Linked DNA regions of Felis catus: region 2 is linked to region 1. The links are chromatin contacts, called in public Hi-C maps. All regions are on one chromosome and are shown on one strand. Each heading gives the region's core, a stretch centred on a gene start, on an enhancer-like site or on the middle of the called end of the contact. The rest is flanking DNA. Distances are from core to core; before and after follow the strand shown. Region 1 overlaps ZBTB7C (zinc finger and BTB domain-containing protein 7C). Region 2 overlaps LOC109493448 (a long non-coding RNA gene).

Region 1 (2,700 bases), core at 47-2,546:
TCTTGGAGAACCACAGAATGAGAGCTACCGGCAGGCTTTGGGGGCAGAATGGGCTCTGTGGGAAGGAATCCTGGGTCCTTCCACCACGGTGGCTGAAGCCATGAGGAATGATGTCCCCATGGGCGTGGCGATTCTGGGAGTCGGCATCTGAGGCCGTAACTCGGAGCCCGAGCCAAAGGGCCACTCTGCAAGAAGAGGGTAGGCCGCTCCAACATCCCTCGGGGCGACGGGAAGCGGGGTCACATCAAGGGGAAGGGAAAGGAGGCCTGACTAGAGAGTAGAAGCCCAGTTGTGTTCAAGGAAAGAAGGGGAAGATAGTGTCCGGGAGGAGGAGTTGAGGGCGGCCGGTCCTGGCTCCCTCAGCCTCTGGGGGGCCGGGTCCCAAGGAGCGGCTTGGCCTTGCAAAGGAGTCTGGGAATTCTGAGTCAAGGCGGCCGCTGCTTTCAGTGGCCGCTGAAGGGCCTCCATCTGGGGAGGGAGGGAGGGAAGGTGTTCTGGGTGGTGGCTGCAGGAAGTCAGCCACAAAGAAGGTCCCCGTGGAAAGGCTGCAAGGGGACTTGGCTGCAGGGAGAGGTACGGGAAGCCCTACATGGACAGGCTGGTGGGAGACAGAGAAGAACCCTTGCAGGGCAGCTCTGGGAGGGGCGGGAGGGAAGCACCGAGCCAGTTCTTCTGAAGAATGTGACCCGGAGCGCGGTCGGGGAGCGTTCCAGGCGGACGGCCACAGCCCAGGGTACGAAATAAAGTCCCCAGGGTCCCTTGTGGGAGGAGGCCAAGAAAAATGTCCAGCCTCCCCCCACCCTGGGGCTCCTCTGCCCCCGGGAAGGGAGTGCCCGAGAGCAAGTCTGATCTTTGTCAGCAGGGTCCGGGTCCAGTGGGAACCGGGTGAGGGGAGGTGCTGACGGAGGCAGGAACGCAGCTGCTTCAGGGGCCCAGATGGCTGTGGCGGAGCAGAGCAGGAGCAAACCGGAGGGAGGGCAGGGCAGACGCAAGGCCGCCCCGCGGGCGGCCGGTCTGGCCTGGAGGGCTGGTGAGGCTGCAGGCACAGAGGCCCCCGAAGTGATCATCAGGAATGTGCTGGGAGGGAGGGTTCTGGAATGCAGCCCTCCTATACAACCCAATATCCTGCCCAAACCAGGAGGCCAACGCAGAGAATGTTCTCGTGTCAGGAGGGCGAGAAGTCTGTCTGCAGTGACTGAGCAAGTTTAACCCTCTCCCTAGGGAAGGCAGGGCCCACAGACCGGCGTGGCCTGGACAGAAGGCTGTGTGTGGGAAGGGCCTGGAGGGAAGGCACTTGGGGTCCTGGGCAGGCTCATTATGTGGCATGCTGAGACGTATATCACCCTGAACCCACAGACCTGGGGCTCCCCTGAAGGGAGAGGTGCCCTGGAGGCAGCCATCTGTGAAGGGAACAGGTATGGGAAATTAGGGACACAGACCCTGGACGGCAGGAGGGGGGCACCCTGGTGGACTTGGGGCCTGGCTTTGTGAAGAGTGTGCTCATCTTTGAAGTCATTCCTGGGGTCCTGGACTGGGAGTCACAGGCTGGAGATGGGTGAACGGCACTCCAGTGTAGATTGTGCCCTAGTTTATCTCCCCAGTGTTATCCCTGTGGCCTTGTACTCTTGTCACACACCTTGTTCAGGTGTTCTGGCCCCGCACAGGGGTGAATTCAGGAGAAGGTGGTGGGGGTGGGGCATCAGAGCGGCAGGGGCATTAGTGAGGGATATCCCAGGGGAGGTGATCCCCAGGAACTTTGGGTCCAGCTGCTATGCGGTGATAACAGCAGAACACCCTGAGGTCAGCGTTGCAGGGCGGAAGGGGATGCACGCGGGATATGGGGGGGGGCCCTGCCCCTCCGCACCTGGGGACTCTCCCTCCACTGTCAGCTCAAAGCATCTGGGAGAGATTCGGTGTGGGGTTTCCCTCCCAGAAGCAGCTGTGCGGGGACCCCAAGGCCACCTTTGAAACCGTCAGCATCGTCCTTCGAAACAGTCACCAGAGGAGCCTGCTGCAGAGCCGTTTCAGCAATGCCACGGTCACCTGAACACATTTCCGACACCCTTCTCTGGAGACTCCAAACAGAGTCTTCAAGCCACCCAAGATAGCGGGTCTCATGACTTTGTAAGACTCATCTTTTTACGCCCGAAAAATACCGTCCCTGATATGCTGTTCAACTTGACGGCAAAACAATTTCACTCTGTGCTCAAAGGCCAAAGCTTGGGCCCACTGAGGAAGCTCAGGAGAAGGCGCCCCCAGCAGTTCCCAAAGAGAAATTTCCAAGAGGATGTGGGGTAATGGCACCTCCACTGGCGTAAGTGTGGGTCTCGGGCTGGGTTCTTTGCCAGGGATGGGGGCCGTGTGAAAAAGAAGTGCAGGTAAGAAAATAGGTACTTGGGTTCCTCTTATATAACCAGGGGATTTTTCATTCCAAATAAGCCTAGGACCTGGAAGAGAAGGACATCATCGACTCCAACAAACCAGTGCATATGGTTTGAATAGAAATGCACATCTTCAAAGGAAAGGACCTGGTCCGGTCAGTCACGGTCACAGAGCTCTGTCCACATCCGACACACAGAAACGAGCAAGCCCTGAGGCAACGCCACTCACCAGAACTTTCTCCACCGTCAACATGGCTGGGAGGGTCAGCCTCACGCCAGTGACCACAAACAGCCCCGACAGACCCCATTTTCCCCAGAG
Region 2 (2,726 bases), core at 4-2,503, 380 kb after region 1:
GGTGATCATACTGTCATCACTCACTTATACCTAAGTGTGATTGAATTCACTGAATTATTTACAGAGAACAAATTTATACAGGTGTAGCTTCAGAAAGCGGGGAGGGAAAAATTTGCAGGCCAAGGAAGTGAAGAGACAATGGATTGAATTGCACCCTTTAAACGGATGAATTGGGAGGTATGTGAATTATATCTCAGGAAAAACTGCTTACAATTTTTCTTTCTTTCTTCTTCTTCTTTTTTTTTTTTTAGAGAGACAACAGAGTTGCTCTAAGATGGTCAGTCCCTTCTGGGCTGTGCCAGGAGGCTCCAGCATTGTAGCCAGCTGCCAGGGACCAGGAACTGCAAGGACAAGGACAAGACCCTCTGCAAAGCTCTGTCCCCAGCAGGTTGGGCATGCCTGGGGCGTGGTTAGCAGCTCTGGGAGACTTCTGTAGCACCACCTTCTTCACTGTGCGTCACAGAGGGAGGAGCCCCACTGCCAACCAGATCCTAATGGGCCATTTTGTTTTCCTAGGAATGGAGTCAGCAGACTTTTCCTGTAAAGGGCCCAATAGTATATATTTTAGGTTTGACGGGCAATGTGGTCTCCTGCAACTACTTAACCCTGCTGAGTAACACAAAAGCAGTCACAGACAATAACTAAATGAATGGGCATGGCTGTGTTCCAATAAAACTTTATTTACAAAAACGAGCAATGGCCCAGATCTGCCTCAAGGACTATAGTGTGCTGACCTCTCTCCTAGACTCATGGACCAGCCCACTCGGAATCAATCCCAGGCCATGGAATAGAAAAGTCTTCTCGGTTTGAGATCCAACCACGCATCGTGGTGCTTGTGTCTTCCAGGCCTCACTGGAGAAGTGGACCCAATGGTCTAGTCTATATATGTGACATAGGTTTTGGTTCAACTGGGAATAGAGACTCATAGAATATGCTTTCTGTTCACAAAGAGCCCTGTTGAGTTCTGGAGACATGTGAATAAGCAAATAATTTCATTCAGTAGGATAGGTGCAAGAAAACTGGGTAGATATAGAGAGGGAGGGGGGAGAGGAGGAGGAGGAGGAGGAGGAGAGAGAGAGAGAGAGAGAGAGAGAGAGAGAGAGAGAGAGAGAGAGATTCATGTAAGTTTGGGCTAAAACTATCATTGGCCATTGTCACCAGGATTCGGATCATTAATTTGGGGGCTGGGTCAGTTAGCCTTCGTGGTGGGTACCTGTAGTCCCTTCCAGCCGTGATCTTTGCACATATGCAGAGGACTTGACTTTCTCACATTAATCTTGGAAGCAAGGACAAACATAATCCCAGCTTGTCACTGAGCCAGGTCCTACAGGTATTATTTTAGTGCACAAGCCACAGGGGTACCCTCCAGGAAGGGAGGGTGGTCACGGCCATTGTATGGAAAAGGCCAGGGGCTGGGTGTGGCTTTATTTCAGCTTGTGTGTGTGCTTTTCCCTCTGCTGTGCCGTGACACCAACCATGGTTGAGTGTCCTCTCTGGCTCTGTCTATGGGTGCCCTCTGGTGGCCTGTCTCTGGAAAGCCTTGGCACCTGTTAGGCAAGGAAAATAGGCAGGCAGGAAGGGGGAAGGTATGCGAATTAGTGGCCAGAGATTTCTGCCAGGTTCCTCCTTTGCCAACACAAACTCAAACCTCCCCATAGGGATTTTGGTATGCACCCAGAGCTTGCAGAAGGAATCATTTTCATCCCTAATCTGATACCCTTCATTCTTTTAATTTGGATAATTCATACCATCGAACTGCCCAGGAGACGTGGCATTCCAGACTGTTTATGGCAGAGAGGACATCCAAGATCTTCTAAAGGCACTTGGGGCCCAATGGATAAAAAAGGCAGCTGCAAATTTTCCTTGTGGGGAGCCATTTCTCCTTTGCATCTACCCCCCCCCCGCCCCCACCCCCGTCCTGTTCCCTCAATGTGTCCCACAGCTGGGGCCTCAATGGGAAAAGACAGTAGTCATCCCTCTGCAGTGGGAAAGGACAGTCTTCTTCTATGTGTGAAATGAGCTAAGGAGAGCCATTTCCGGTGGACATGCTTGTTTCCACTGCATAGTTGTTCTGGCTGGGGTTTGCACGTTTCCCACCCTCACCGAAAGATGTCCCCATGTTTTCTTTCTTGACCAGAGGGCAGGGTCTGTGACCCGTTCCTCCAAGCTATGCTGCTGCTGTCTGTGATTCTGGCAGTGTCCGTCTTCGGCCAGACTGTAATGTTGGTAAAACTCTAGCCTCATAACTCACCTTCCACCATCCAAAAATCTACGGGCACTGATGTTCGAGTGCCTCTCCTAGGGTGACTTGCCTTTTCCAACTATGTTTCTTTTGGACAAAGTTGTTGCTCTAAGAGTCAAAGACCTGGATTTTCTTTCCCATTCTGCCACTGATGGTCACATGACTGTGGACAAGACACTTGCTCTATACGTAATAAGGGGGATTGGTCTAGGCCAGTGGTTCTCAACTGAGCTGCCCATTAGAATCGAGCTTTTTGTAACTTACCCTTTGAGGCCAACTCCAGAGACTCGGATCCATCTGGTGTGGGGTAGGACCTAGCCATTAGGACTTTCTATGAACTCTCTAGATAGTTCTCACGTACAGTTGGGTTGAGCTGTTTGAGGGGCCTCCATCCAGCAGAAAGGTCAGAGGTCTGGGTGGGCTGGGAAGGGGAAGTCTCTGAGAGCCCCGTCACGCTATCCCTACTATTCCCCTACATGTACGG

What was found. A called contact is a pair of places that touch in the nucleus more often than the background predicts.
Region 2: a Hi-C map of skin fibroblasts shows a contact between it and region 1, with 2.7 times the contacts expected there. The contact joins two enhancer-like sites. A contact is called at or near these places in 2 of 3 Hi-C or Micro-C datasets (fibroblasts and skin fibroblasts).

Annotation. Positions count from the first base shown.
Region 1 is chrD3:67,893,860-67,896,559 of F.catus_Fca126_mat1.0, forward strand. The region is part of intron 4 of ZBTB7C (zinc finger and BTB domain-containing protein 7C); the gene reads right to left. Among named protein-coding and RNA genes, the nearest start is that of SMAD2, 97 kb to the left of the region's middle. Within about 2 kb of position 1,297, at least 4 of the 10 cell types and tissues checked have an H3K27ac peak or open chromatin away from gene starts, as enhancers often do.
Region 2 is chrD3:68,269,123-68,271,848 of F.catus_Fca126_mat1.0, forward strand. LOC109493448 (a long non-coding RNA gene) reads right to left here. Exons shown (of 3, transcript XR_002147697.3): 3 at 1,929-2,726. Among named protein-coding and RNA genes, the nearest start is that of ZBTB7C, 32 kb to the left of the region's middle. Within about 2 kb of position 1,254, at least 1 of the 10 cell types and tissues checked has an H3K27ac peak or open chromatin away from gene starts, as enhancers often do.